3 separate regions of the Mus musculus genome follow, and regions 2 and 3 are each linked to region 1. A link is a contact called in public ChIA-PET and promoter capture Hi-C data. All regions are on one chromosome and are shown on one strand. The core of a region is the stretch at or near the end of the contact, and the rest is flanking DNA. Distances in the headings are between cores, read along the strand shown.

Region 1 (4,913 bases), core at 1,257-3,756:
ACCATCTGTAATGGGATCTGATGCCCTCTTCTGGTGTGTCTGAAGACAGCTACAGTGTACTCATATAAGTAAAATAAGTCTTTAAAAAATAAAAATTATCAGGCAACATCCAATACCCAGAGATGCCAGGCCCCTCGCTTTAATCAGCTCTGGGAGGTAGGGATTCTGAGTCCTTGCCAATCAGCATGGCACACTCCCCTCCTTTCGGTCAAGAAGTCCTATTCCAATGACTGCCAGCGTGTGCAGGATGTAAGGGAGGTAAATAAACAGTGGAAGATACCCATCCTACAGTTCCAGACTCATCCGTCCTGCTGAGCTGATGTCCAGACCCTCTAGCCTTTACCCCCAAGTGCTGGACCTTCAGGTGAGTGCCACCACACACAATCCAGGGATCCTCTCAGATAGTTCTTCATCCTTCTCTTTATTTTTAAATGATCAGCAGGGGCTGGGAGATGTCTCCAGGTTAAAGGATGAGAACGCTTCTCTTGCAGAGGTCTCATGTTAGGTTTCCGGCATGTATCAGACAGCTCACAGCTGAATGAAATGAGGACATGACCGTTCTGAGGCATATGGTTGAGGAGAAGGCTTTGAGTGTAGATGTGGGAGAGAGTACAGCCAGAGGCATGGGAAGAGGCCAGGGCAGGGAGACAAATAACAGACTGACCAGAGCTTTGACAGGGGGCAGAGCAAGAAAAAGGAAGAGAAAGTTGGAAGAGGCAAAGAGCCAAGAGAGATGGCCAAACTGGCAGGATTTTTGGAACTCAGAAGCTGGGGGAAGAGAACTGAAGGCCCTCAGCCTGGGTTTAGGGTAGGGGGTTGGTGTGTGCTAGAGAAGAGCAGATTGTGAGCCTGGCTACCAGCCTGTGCTTTGGCATGCTAACAGACACCACAGTTAGCCATTTGTCCTGGGTTTCTTTGGGACCTGACAGCAACCATTTGTAATTCTAACTCCAGAGGATCCAACGCTCATTTCTGGATTCTGAAGAAACCTGTGCGCATACCATTCCCCATCTGAGACACACAGACACACAAAATTTACAATAATATATTTAAAAAGCAAACACTTGAAAGAAAGGATGAATGTATAGAAGTGTTTGGAGGGGGGAAAGAGCTGGAGAGATGGCTCAGTGGTTAAGAGCACTGACTGCTCTTCCAGAGGTCCTGAGTTCAATTCCCAGCAACCACATGATGGCTCTGTAATGGGATATGATGCTCTCTTCTGGTGTGTCTGAAGACAGCTACATAAAAAATAAATATAGGCCGGGCGTGGTGGCACACGCCTTTAATGCCAGCACTTGGGAGGCAGAGGCAGGCGGATTTCTGAGTTGAAGGCCAGCCTGGTCTACAAAGTGAGTTCCAGGACAGCCAGGGCTATACAGAGAAACCCTGTCTTGAAAAACCAAATATATATTTATATGTGTGTACACACACACACACACACACACACACACACATATATATATCTTTAAAAGAAAAAATAAAGGTTTGGAGGGAGGAAAAGAGAGAAATGATAATATAATCTCAAAAAAAGGACCCCTTTTAAAAACACTATGGGTGATGGAATGACTGCTGCTGGCCTGTTGTTCAGGCCAGGCTGGTATCTGCAAGCTTTCCCCCGACCTTACTTTGTAGGTCACTTTCCATAATGTTGAGACTCTGACTTAGTGTTGTACTTTCCATAGTTTTTTAAGACAGGCTTTCTTTGTATAGCCTTGCCGGGCCTGGAACTTTCTATGAAGATAAGAGATAGCACTGTGCCTGCCAACCCAAAGTGCTGGGGTCAGAGGCACAGCTGACCACGCCTGGCAATTTCCATAAATTTGATAGCGACTCCAGAGAGGTTGGGTAACTAGCCTAATCAGTCAAAACCCGAGTACTTCTATTTAAAGGTAGTCATCGGCCTTAGCTTTATTGGGCAATATTTGCTGAATCACGGTGCCTGGAGTCTAATAAGCCCTTCTAAACGCTTCAGTTTTACATCACATCGTATGTTCTGAAGGCTCAAAACCAAAGTCTTCACTCACCCAGTTATTAGGAGGGAAGGTGTCAAATACAACTTCTCAAAACATTTGATAATGCACTTTGTAGAGGGCATGCTAAAAACAAGCAAGCGAGCGAGCAAACCGCTATGATGCCCTAGCAGAACCTTGCCAAGGCTGAGATAAAGGCATCTGTATGAAGGTCAACTCCCCACAAGGACATGCTAAGTCCTTTCCGAAGCACTAAGATGGCAGCGCAAGGTTTTACAGTTACTTAAACAGAGCAGGTAGCCGAGGGTCAGCTGTCCCGCCCGCGAGAGAGGGAGGTCAGGACCCCGCGCCATTGCCCCAAGATCCCCGGAGCTCCCCCAGCGTCCCCGTGGCGGCCCGCGCGCTCCCGAGCTCGCCAAGATGGCGGCGCTCACGTGACCACGCGGTGACGCAGCACGCCGGCGCGCAGGCCACGCCCCTCCCCACGCTCCCGCGCACTCCTCGGCCGCCCCCCCCCCCCCCCCCAGCCCCGGCCCCCGGCCTGTGCGGATCATGCCGCCTGCGACGCCCCTCGCGGCCGGGAAACGGTAGCCGCGACGGTTGGCTCTCGAGTTACGCTCTCCTCCCGCACCCCGCCGACCCCTGGGACGCGCGCCACCTCGCTGCGGTGCGCGGCTGGCAAGTGAGGAGTAAAGTCGGCGCCGCCTGGGACGGGGGAGTGGAGCTTCCTGCCCCGGGCAGCGGCCAGGCGGCCCCGCGGGTGAGTGGGGCGCGGCGGAGCGCGAGGCGGCCCGGGCGGGAAGGCGGCGCCGGCGGGGACGCAATGGCGGCCACGCGCCGGCCGGGGGTCGCGCGCGGCTCGGCGGGCGGTGGGGGAGGGGCGCGGTGGGGGTGGGGCCGGCCGCGCGCTTCCGGTCGCGCGCGTCCCGAGCGCCCGGGCGTTAGGCTCCCCTCGCCTCCGCGGGGCGCGTTGGGAGAGGCGCCCCGGGCCTCCCGCGCTCCTTGGCTCGGCCCGCGCCGCATGGAGGCGGGAAGAAAAGCCGAGCGGCGGCCTCCGGCAGGCTGCAGACGCCGCGGCCTTGGGCTCCCGCCTCCATGACTGGGAAAACCGAGGCAACCCGCCCTGTGGCGGGGCACGGCGTTCCTCTCCTTCCGGGAGTCTCGCCGCTGGCCGCCTAAGTTATGATAGAAACTTAAAAGAGTCTCGGTAGCCGCCTTTTCTTTTTGAGACGGGATTTGTTGCGAAGAGTTCATGGTGCAGGACTTCCAGACGCGGTCGCCGGGTCCGGTTTATTATAGCGTTTTTAGTTTTGCCTGAGACAGGGCTTACCAAACTGGCCTTAAATAAATTTATATATACATACACACACACATACATACATACATACATACATACATAGTCCAGGTTGGCTTCGAACACGGCTTATGTTAGGATTTTTTGTTTGTTTTTTTGTTTTTCTTATATGAGTACACTGTAGCTGTCTTCAGACACTCCAGAAGAGGGAGTCAGATCTCATTACAGATGGTTGTGAGCCACCATGTGGTTGCTGGGAATTGAACTCAGACCTCTGGAAGAGCAGTCAGTGCTCTTAACTGTTGAGCCATTTCTCCAGACCTTCAACATCTTTTTCAAGGAAGGAAGCTAAGACGCCTTTTCCTCACTCACCAGCTGAGAAGTCTCTGTACTTGATATTTATTGATATTTACTGTTCACTCGTGACAGTCTGCTGGTCACTGAGCACACTTTACTGCAGACAGGCACTGCCTTTAGAGAGCTTAAAGCTGGGAGAAACAGGCAGGCTAGTAAACATAGCTGTTAAGTAATTCAGAGATAACGAGCCAGGCAAGACAAATGTATTAAAATAGGACCTGATCCAGGCGTAGTGGCACAAGCCTTTAACCCCAGCTCAGGCGGCAGAGGCTCTAAAGACCAAACCAACCTCCTACCCCTCACCCAGGAAGGAAAGAAAACCACAGGACTTGGTACAGTAAGGAATGGCAGTAAGAGGTATTGCTGGGCCAGGAATGGTGGTGGACACAGCCTAGCTTCTGGGTTTTTGCATCCTAATGTGAGATCTGAAGTAAATACAGTTTCTTTAGGTCTCATCACCACAAAAACAAATCTCTTCTCTTGATATTTCACGTAGAAAGTCGCTTTCTTTGTAGGATTTATTAAAAGCACCTTGCCTTGGGCTAGGGATGTAGCCTGCTCTGTAGAGGACCTGGGTGTGTTGGCAGGTTCTGCTTAATTGAGGCAAGCGGGGATGTCTGGAGAGTCAAGTTCAAGAAAGGTCACCCTCTGCTATGTATCAGGTTTTGAGGCCAATCTGGGCTATAGAAGACCCTGTCCTAGGAGGGCAGTGCCTTGCCTTGTGTGTGACAGCCATCCATAGCCTGCGGACTTCTCCGTTTCCAGCATCTTGTTGGTGATGCATTTGGACTGCATTTCATTGCCTTCCTGATTCTGCCCAACTGTGCATCATATTATGATAGCTGCTACTTGGAACTTAATTGTTTTTATAGAAAATGTACTCAGATAGTGTATTTTGTTTAAAAAGGTGTCATTTTGAAAAGCAGACTTTAGGGCTGGCAAGATGCTCAGTGGGTAAGAGTACTGACTGCTCTTCCAAAGGTCCTGAGTTCAGGTTCTGGTGGCCATATGGTGGCTCACAACCATTCTTGATGACATCTGATGCCCTCATCTGGTGTGTCTGAAGACAGCTACAGTGTACTTAATTTGTAATAATAATTAAAATCTTTAAAAAAAAGAAAAGCAGACTTCAGTCAAGCATGGTAGGACATACCTATGGCCTTTTTCTTAGCACTCAGGAGGCAGAGGCAGCCTGGGCTTTAAAATCCTGTCTAAAAAACAAAACAAAAACCTCAGCCAGATTTAAAATTTTAGGAATGGGGAGACTGGCTGCTCTTCAGAAGAAGACCTGG
Region 2 (4,913 bases), core at 1,311-3,810, 890 kb after region 1:
ACCAAGACCAGCTTGCTGTCCCTGAAATAGTTTGCACGTGCAAAGTAAAACTCTAGTTTGCTAACCCGTGCACATCCGTTAGAGTGCAGTGGCAGACAGCAGAAATTTCGTTGGCTAGTTCAGACAGAAAGGGCTGGAAAAGCAGGCTCTAGGTCACAAACTACTGCCAGCTTTGGCAGTCACATGACCTCTGCCTGTGATTGAGAAATCACAGTCAGTACCACAGGAAGCTGGTAAACCAGGAAGCTGTTCGCAGAGCCCGCCTATCCTGCCACGGTCTGCGGGTGTCCCATAATACAAAGCTCTGCTCCAAATTTACTTACACAACATAAAGCCCAGACCCACAGCTCCAGGGCAGCTGGAAAATAAATGTTTGCTTAGCTTCCAGCTTTGGCAGCTCCGGAGAAAACTCACCAGCAGCTTTGGATGAATGCTGAGTCCAGCCCAGACGGAACCCCCTACTTTCCAGGCCAGCCCCACCCCATCAAGATACTAACTTCCAAATTGCATGTGACATCACTAGAACAGGACTTTAAAAAAACAGGTTGGGGTGGAATAAAACAAACAAACAAAAGTTCTGCAGCATAATTAGAAACTGATTAAGTTTCCAGTCAGTGGTGGCAGAGGCAGGCAGATCTCTGTGAGTTTAAGACATGTCTGGTCTACATAGTGAGACACCTCCCCCCCGACCCCCCGTATTAAAAAAAGAAAGAGAAGGAGCTGGTGAGGTGGCTCAGAGGTTGAGAGTACTGTTCTGAGTTCAATTCCCATCAACCACATGGTTTATAAGGGGGTCTGATGCCCTCTTCTGACATGGTAAGGTATGTGCAGCTGGGTACTCATACATTAAATACAATTTTAAAGAAGCCAGGCAGTGGTGGCACATGCCTGTAATCCCAGCACTTGGGAGGCAGAGGCAGGCAGATTTCTGAGTTTGAGGCCAGCCTGGTCTACAAAGTGAGTTCCAGGACAGCAGGGCTACACAGAGAAACCCTATCTCAAAAAACCAAAAAAAAAAAAAGAAAGAAAGAGGAAAACAAACAAACAAACAAACAAACACACACACAAGCCAGGTTGCATTTGATCCTAGTATTTGGGAGGTTGGGGCATGAGAATAGTGAGTTCAAGGCCATCCTAGGGTACATATTAGGTTCTGGGATATCCTGGGCTACATAAGAGTCTTTCTCAAAACAAAAGACTAATAAAACCAACAAACACAAGAAACCAGACAATAGCAATACACAAACACAAATCAACATTTTACTTTTAATGAAGTGTACATGTTCAGTGATTATTAGCACCAATGAGTAAAGAGCGGAGGAGTTGTGCAGGAACCAAACTGTGAAAGAAAAGCAAAACGATGCTGGAAAGCAGAGCCCCGCAGTGTGGAGAGTGCGACACTCTGAGCGCTAAGTCACTCAACTTATTAATCTTAAAAATGACAGTACAAAAGTACTGTTACTTTAATACATCATTTTAAAATGCCATACTTTACTTACCACCTCAGATCTAATCCATTAAAATTAATACATCATAATTTTTCTTTTAAAATTTATTTTATTTTAATAATTTAATAATTTATGTTTGCAGGCATTTTTCCAGTGCCCGTGTCTGTGCACCATGAAAGCACAGTACCAGCACAGACCAGAAGAGGGCATCAGATCCTCTGGCACTGGAGTTACAGACAGTTGTGAGCTACTCAGTGGGTGCTGGGAACTGAACCACGGTCCTTTGGAAGAGCAAGCCAGCGTTCTTAACCGCTGGGCAGTCTCTCCAGCCTCCTGGAAACTCTTCATGTTTTGATTTCTTTGGGTAAACTGTAGTGCATACCTCCCCATTCATCTTTATTTAATGCCTACACCTTCCCCATCCATAGCCCCTTCACCCAAATCTACTCCTTTGAAGTGGAAGGGATCTCTGTGTACTGACTGGTTCTGTGTGTCAACTTGACACAAGCTGGAGTTATCACAGAGAAAGGAGCCTCCCTTCAGGAAATGCCTCCATGAGATCCAGCCATAAAGCATTTTCTCAATTAGTAATCAAGGGTGGAGGGCCTGTTGTGAGTGGTGCCATCCCTGAGCTGGTAGTCTTGTGTTCTATAAGAAAGCAAGCTGAGCAAGCCAGGGGAAGCAAGCCAGTAAGTAACATCCCTCCATGGCCTCTGCATCAGCTCCTGCTTCCTGACCTGCTTGACTGGCTTCCTTGGTGATGAACAGCAGTATGGAAGTGTAAGCTGAATAAACCCTTTCCTCCCCAACTTGCTTCTTGGTCCTGATGTTTGTGCAGGAATAGAAACCCTGACTAAGACACTCAGGCTCCACAGCTGGGTGCCAAGACCTCCATAATGCTTCTCTTGCAAGGCCATATCTAAGTGCAGCTGACTTCCCACGATGAAGGGAGAAAGATCAGCCCGGAGGAATTCACTCAGCTCTGAGCCTGGAGAAGCTGCCACCATCCAAGTCTAGCAGGATCTTAGGGCAAGGATTGAGCAATGGCAGAGAGTACAGTCACCCCCCAGCCCCCCAATCCCTTCCTAACCCGCTTGACCTGGCTCAGCTCTGAGGTGTTTATGGCAGCTTTCTGCAGGCACAGCCATCTGTCACCTGCCTTGTTTCTTGGTATCAGCTACCCCACAGAAGGGCTAGTGAGCTTTTGAGGTGTGGGGGTGGACTGAGCCACAGGCTGGCCCTCTGCTGTGATGGAGACCCTAGAGTCCCAGGTAAGGTTGGGGGATGGGAAATGATAACCCCTGTCATGAGCTTCCTTGAGAACCTGACCTACATACAGTAAGATGCTTGGCTACCTGTCTTGGGTCTAGGCAGAGGTGAGACACCCTCCAGGGTAAAGGTTTGTCCTGGGGAGACGGTGCAGCTGCAGGGACTTATTCACTCAGGGTTGCAGGAGGAACTGCTCCTTGGCGTTTTGTCATAGCTGCCTGCTGAATAAAGAGGGACTCGGGCCGGCGGCAGAGGAGTCACTATTGCCCCGAGAGGACTGGACATGTCTGAGGCCCTGCCCTTCCCCAGCAACAAGACCTCAACCCCTGAATGCAATTTGAAGACACTGTACTGGGCATGTGTCCACAATGACCTTGCTGAGCTCCAAGCCAGGCTGGACGCTGGTGTGTCCCCAGAGGAGGCCTCCCAAGTGGACAGCAACGGGAGGGTGAGATGCCCCAGGGCTCACCAGAACAGTTGAGGACAGTCCAGGCTTCATACATAACATCCTGGTCTGGGTCCCCAGAGAGTCACAGAGTCATCCCCACTCTAGATGGGTGAAAACCATCTTGACAGGGGTTGGGATAGGCCCTGGGGGAAAACAGACTTAGGAGGGAAAGGAGGTCCTAAGAAGAACTTAGTGGAAAGTGGGGGTCCAAGCTGCTCTGTCCCCTAGACAGGCCTCATGGTTGCATGCTACCATGGCTTTGGTTCCATTGTGGCTCTGCTCAGCTGCTGTCCTTTCCTGGATGTGAACCAGCAAGACAAAGACGGGAACACAGCCCTCATGCTGGCTGCCCAAGCAGGTGTGAGACACAACGCCCCACCCCAGCCCACACCTACCCCACCTTCACCCCCAACTCCATCCCACCCTCACTCCCAGCCATTAGGACAGCAGCCCCAAACCTTGCACAAGAGTCTCCCAGGCCAAGCTTCAGCATTCCCTTACCTTGAGAGACTAGCTATGTGGTCCTGTCTCTGCAGGTCACATGTCTCTTGTGACTCTCCTGCTCAACTACTTTGCTGGCCTGGACCTGGAACGCAGGGACCAGCGGGGACTCACAGCTCTGATGAAGGCTGCCATTCAAGATCGCTCCGAGTGTGTAGTTGCCCTCCTTATGGCAGGTGTGCAATGGCAGGTGTGCAATGGCAGGTGTACTATGCCATATGTGCTTTGCCAGGTGTGCTATGGCAGGTGTGCAGTGGCAGGTGTTCTCTGCCAGGTGTGCGCTGGCAGGTGTGTTCTAGCAAGTATGCTCTGACATGTGTACTATGGCAGGTTGCTATGAAAAATGTGCTGTGGCAGGTGTGCTGTGGGAGGTGTGCTGTGGGAGGTGTGTAATGGCAGGTGTTGTATGGCTGCTCATGTAGGTGTGAGACACCACACTCCCACCTCATCCCACAGCAATCCCACCCTTACCCCCAACTCCACCCCATCCCCACTCCCAGCCATTAGGGCCACAGCCCCTGTGCTATGGCAGGTATACTATGGCAGGTCTGCTATGGAAGGTGTAATATGTATGGCAGGTGTGTAATAGCAGATGTGCTATGGCAGGTGTGCTATGATAAATGTGCTGTGGCAGGTGTTCTCTGGCTGGTATGTAATGGCAGGTGTGTTATGGCAGGTGTGTTATGGCAGGTGTGAAGCTGCACTTTCTCCACTACCACCCCAGCAGATACCATTTAGCTACAGCAAGAGAGGTGGAGCCGGGCAGTAGTAGTGCATGCCTTTAATCCCAGCACTTGGGAGGTAGAGGCAGGTGGATTTCTGAGTTCGAGGCCAGATTGGTCTACAGAGTGAGTTCCAGGACAGCCAGGGCTATACAGAGAAACCCTGTCTCGAAAAACCAAAAAACAAAAACAAAAACAAAGAGAGATGGGAATGGAATATGGATCGAGGCCAACTTATTGGAGGAGGCCCGTGCTACCACCCTCTCACAGTCTACTAGTGCAGTTAGCTACAGCTGTTTATGGGGGTCCCAGCAAAGAGTGTAGACATAAGATGGGGAAAGGTGTGAGGGTGTGGTGGTACCTAAAACCAGACTCTTGAGTTCTAGTCCCAGCCTTGCCTCTGCCCGAGGCCCGGGCGGAGAAAGATGGCCACAGCACTGTGAAGGTTGATGGATGGGGTATCCGTGAGGACTGATTCCAACCTTAGGCAGTATTCAGTTGCAGCTGGAGCCTTGCATGGGGAGG
Region 3 (4,913 bases), core at 1,061-3,560, 520 kb after region 1:
TTGTTGTCTTAATGTATTGTACATATGCAACTCTTTTGAAAACGCAATGTAAAGTTCTATTCTTATGAAAGCTACTATTGCAAACTGTTTATTATAATTAGAAGTGCGAGTTACTTGTTAGTCACCTATAAACAATCTTACTTGTAACCTTGTTAGGTACTAGTTTAGTTAATTATAAAACTAAGCTTTTTTTTTTTAGCCTTGTGACTATGTTTTCAAAGTTTAGCAGAGAGTAAACAGGTTGTGTCAAGCAACATTTGTCTATTCAGAGATACTGAGATAGACATCTGGTCTTCAAACACGTTAGAGACCTACAGAGAAGGCATTTAAAATGTTTATAATAATAAACGGCTTTTCTGACAGACACATCTGCTCCTGGCAATACCCCTGATCTACTGCAAAGAAGATAGTGGGCATGAAGAACTTCCACGTGTAGTGTGCTTCACATGTGGCAAAGCTAGCCACTTGAGAAAGAACTGCCCTTGCCCCTACTGCTGACAGCATGTTGTCCAAACTGTGGACAAGCAGGACACTGGGACATCAACTGCCCATCTTTGTAGAGATAAGGTAGCCTAGTCCTTCAAAATTCCTGCTTCACAGAAAAGTCTGTCAGATATTCTGGGCCTGTTGATGAAGATGGATGCTCCAAGGATACAGACAGACCTTGGGTGACTGTCCGGGCAGCCAGCAGACTCTGACATTTCTATAGTTTGAAAGCTACTTGCTCTGTACCTCCTGTTTACTCCGGTGATATTCATCCTTGCCAGGTCTCTGATAGAGTTGAAGACTAGATAGTAACATCTCACAGTTAAGCCTAAGTTGTTTAGGAGTTAAGAAAATGTTTTAGGGCCTAAAAAGATGTTTTAAAGGTGTTAAATGCAAGACAGTGATTTACGTGCAAAACTTTGGGCTCACCGGGAAAGGACTGATAGTGGAGTGCCTTCTCCAAGGTTACCAAATACATATGAACAGGAGATTGTAAATATAATTCTTACTTGACAGTTCTCATAATTTGTTTATATTAATAGTCTATTAATATTAGAGAAAATGTCATTTTTTAAGATTAAAATGGGGAAAGGCAGTGAGAATTTTGGTTTCTTTAAAAACTCAGTTATGTTGTGTGAGTATGTTTTTGTTTTACTCTCAGGTGTGGGATAAGAGGCTGCTTCGCAGCAGGTGATTGTCATTTGCGTCATGCACTGGCGGGGCATACACTAGCTTCAGCTAGTTTAACTCTGGGGACTCTGGAGAGGCTATAAATGGGAGACCTGAGAGGCCCTGTGGCAGCAGCTGCTGCCCCTGCTGCTGCATTTGCTGTGGTGTTTGCTGTTGCTGGATTGCGGTACTGCTGGATATTTTGACGATGAAGATTGGATTTGCCCCCAGGGAACCCAACACCCTTAATAAACAGGACGTAGTCTAAAGAGGTCTACCCTCCCTTTCCCCTCTAACTTTCTTTCTTTCCTACTTGGTGTTGTAAGGGATTAGGGTGGAATAAACTTTGGAAGGGAATCAGAGATAAAAGGACACAATAGTATTTAAAACAAAACAAAACAAAAAAACAAAAACAAAGCAAAAAAAAAAAAAAAAACCCAGCCAACAGTCCACTTTGATTTTTGAGACAGGGTTTCTCACTAGCTTGGAACATACCAAGAACACTAGAGAACTTGTCTGCCTCCTGAGCTCCTGCTACCAGTGTGGCTCCTCCCACTCCTCCAGCCTTCAGGGTTCTGGGTTATCTAACTCAGCCGCTTATCATTGCAGGGCAAATACTTTAACCACTGAGCCGCCCTCAGGGTCTGACCTAACCCCCACCCCACCCCACCCCACCCCAGTCCCGGCTAGTCCCACCCCCGTCCCGGCTAGTCCCACCCCAGTCCCGGCTAGTCCCACCCCCGTCCCGGCTAGTCCCACCCCCGTCCCGGCTAGTCCCACCCCCCGTCCCGGCTAGTCCCACCCCCGTCCCGGCTAGTCCCACCCCCGTCCCGGCTCGTCCCTTTCAGAAAGAGTGCTTAAGCCGATGTGTGGATGTATTTTTCTCTATTCCCCGCCCCCCAACCCCCAATGGATTAAGTTCTTATACTGAGATCTTTGATCCATTTGGGGTGATTTCTGTACAGTATGAGGGGACTGTTTTCAGTCTTCTCTGTGTGGATATCCAGTTTTTTCTGGTGTTATTTGTTTTGAAGTTGTCTTTTATCTGAGTGTTTTATGGCTTGTTTGTCATACTAACGGCTGCTACAGCAGCACCCCTGCGAACACTGCCTGCCTGTCTGTTTTGGCTCCCGTATCAAGCTGTTTTTGTTACTTTGTAGTAGAACATGACCATACTTCCAGAGTCAGCCTTTTCATCGGACATTCGTCTATGGTGTCTATTTGTCTTTGGTGCTTGTTATCATTCCTTCTAGTCTCCGCCCCACAGTTACCTGGCAACAGCTCAATATAAATGGGGCTGCTTGCCCCTTCCTAGCTCTCTTACTCTCTGCCCCTTCTCTCCCTGCCGCTCTCCCTCTCTCCCCACCCTCCTCCTCCCTCTCTCCACGTCTTCCTGGCCAGTTCCACCCCCCCTCCCGCCTTTCTCTATCTCCCCTCCCTCCTCAACTCCCCTTCCCATGCCCTAAATAAACTCTGTTCCATACTATATCTGTTTATATATCTGGTACCTCAGGGGGAAGGGATGTCTTAGCATGGGCCGCAAAGGCGCCCTCTTCCACCTCACCATACCCAGCTCTAGCAAACATATCCTGGCGCTCTCTCTCGCTCTCTCTCTCTCTCTCTCTCTCTCTCATAAAACACAACATTGCTTATGCATTTTAGAATCTTTTTTCTATTTCTCAGAAGATTGGCACTGGCATTTTGATGAGAATTCCATTGAATGGTTGAAATTTGTTTGTTTCTAGCACTTCGAACTAAAAGAGTCTGACCAAAAATAACAATAACACCTATACTAACATTGCTCTTGAGAAGTCGATTACAAACAGTAAAGAGAGCCATGTACACTCAAGTTCAGGCCCAGAAGAGAGAAAGCAGGCAGAAGCGTCTTTGAAATGTGTCAGGAATGATTGATGTTTCCAGGGGCGTAGGAAAGGATCTTGGGAGCTGAGTGGTGACTACTGGACCAGTGTGGAAATGTTGCCAGGATGACCTGCTGTCCTAGGCTGTGAACCAAGCAAATTCCCAGGTAAGTCTTAATGATAGTTGGAAGTCCAGAGAGCTGGAGGCTTTTCTGCTGTGATCGGAGATGGTCTTCAAAACAGAAAGCAAGAGGTTGAGCTAGGACATCAAGAGTCTGCCTACTATAAGAGGCTGGGCCAGGACATCCAAGAGTCTGCCTACTGTAAGAGGCTGAGCCAGGACATTCAAGAGGCTGCCTACTGTAAGAGGTTGAGCCAGGACATTCAAGAGGCTGCCTAAGTCCCTGGGGGGTGGAGGATGGAGGTGCCCCTGCAAATGGCTGACAGCTAAATGATCCAACAGTGTCAAGAAGAAAATCTAGTTCAGCACAGCCTAGAATGGCCTGGGCTGGTTCAAAGCCCCAGAGTCTGACCCTGAGCGGTTTATTTTTGACATACTTCGAGAAAAGTTTCCTCCTGACAGTTATCACAGCAAAGCCTGAGACACACAACTACATCAAAACTCCTTTGCAAAGGGCATGTCTTTTGCAAAGCACGAGTGACCTCTTCTATACGAACTTGTTCTAGGGCTGGAGAGATGGCTCAGCAGTTAAGAGCACTGACTGTTCTTCCAGAGGTCCTGAGTTCAATTCCCAGCAATCACATGGTGCCTCACAACCATCTGTAATCCTCTTCTGGTGTGTTTGAGGACAGCTACAGTGTGCATAAAATAAATCTTAAAAAAGAAAAAAAGAAAGAAAGAGAGAGAGAGAAAGAAAGAGTTGGTTCTATTGCTAGAGAGACAACACTCGGGAGTCTGGAAGGTTCAGAGGAGGTCTGGCTCTATAGGTAGTAAAAGACCACCAGGCTATAAACACCACCCACGCCCAGCCTTTTTTGTGGAAAACAGGTGAAAAACCCTTCTCTGAGAGAGAAAATTGTGGGTGGATAACATTCCTGTTTTCTCTAGTGCTTATCTGGGAACCCAGGAGAACCTTGTGCCGTCTCTACCTCAGGGTGTGCTACAGGGCAATCTCTTGCTTTGAGAAATAACCGGCTCAATTTCTCTAGGAGTGCAGGCTCAGCCCTGCTGCCTTTCTGTGGAACTTCTTATTCCCTGAAGCCCTTGTGAGGGTCTTCTCTATGGTACACAAGCATCCCTGCATCCCTGCTGCAACTTGCTTTGTGAATATCTGTGGTCCTGCCTGTTAACTGTTCTCTCTCTCTCTCTCTCTCTCTCTCTCTCTCTCTCTCTCTCTCTCTCTCTCTCTCTCTCTCTCTCTCTCTCTCATGCTGTCCAGAGCCTTATGTATGTTTCTTTGGTAGTCAGGGCGTTTCCAGTCTTTCTCTGAAACTTAAACCCAACCTCACCCGCTTTGCACTTTCTGCTGTGTGGCTGCTTTGCAAACAGCATGGCTCTCTCTTCCTCTTCTTTTCCCTCCTGCCCACAGCTGCTGGGATTTACAGCCTGCTTGCCTTGGTGCTTTTCTTTGTAAACTCTTAACAAAATTGACCTCAAACTAAACAACAGAAACAGGAAAACAAAACCCAAAATGCTGTTCTTAATGTTTTTGAGTCACATTACATGAGTAAATGTTATCTGAAAAAAAAAATGTGAAAAACTCTGGCCTTTATTAGTTAGAGGGTCAATTGCAGATAATGAATGGTAGAGAGAGGACCTGCTCAGAAAAACAGTGCCGGGTCCCAACATCTATAATAAATTAAATAAGATGGCAAAATGCGTCCTGTGTGTGGTAGATCACGTAGCATTGCGCAAATTGGACGGCTTGTCTCCCTGGA

What was found. Promoter capture Hi-C pulls out the DNA fragments that hold promoters and counts their contacts. ChIA-PET counts read pairs in DNA pulled down with a chosen protein or histone mark.
Region 2: a promoter capture Hi-C map of embryonic stem cells shows a contact between it and region 1. The contact joins the promoter of Ankrd33 here to the promoter of Atf1 in region 1. A contact is called at or near these places in 2 of 39 promoter capture datasets (embryonic stem cells and hippocampal neurons) and 1 of 9 other capture datasets (liver).
Region 3: a contact with region 1 is called in an RNA polymerase II ChIA-PET map of memory CD8 T cells, with 17 read pairs. The contact joins the enhancer-like site here to the promoter of Atf1 in region 1. A contact is called at or near these places in 2 of 39 promoter capture datasets (the SN4741 cell line and neural stem cells), 1 of 484 Hi-C or Micro-C datasets (erythroblasts) and 3 of 115 datasets of contacts at active chromatin or transcription factors (embryonic stem cells, fetal liver and memory CD8 T cells).

What each region holds. Positions count from the first base shown.
Region 1 is chr15:100,225,353-100,230,265 of GRCm38.p6, forward strand. Atf1 (activating transcription factor 1) reads left to right here and starts at 2,507. Exons shown (of 7, transcript NM_007497.3): 1 at 2,507-2,730.
Region 2 is chr15:101,113,184-101,118,096 of GRCm38.p6, forward strand. It overlaps Ankrd33 (ankyrin repeat domain 33), which reads left to right and starts at 2,561. Exons shown (of 5, transcript NM_001374225.1): 1 at 2,561-2,719; 2 at 2,932-3,165; 3 at 3,394-3,523; 4 at 3,702-3,842. The coding sequence starts at 3,001.
Region 3 is chr15:100,745,406-100,750,318 of GRCm38.p6, forward strand. No RefSeq gene overlaps it. Among named protein-coding and RNA genes, the nearest start is that of Slc4a8, 14 kb to the right of the region's middle. Within about 2 kb of position 2,311, at least 111 of the 459 cell types and tissues checked have an H3K27ac peak or open chromatin away from gene starts, as enhancers often do. A contact at or near this core is called in erythroblasts, fetal liver and memory CD8 T cells, where this site is marked.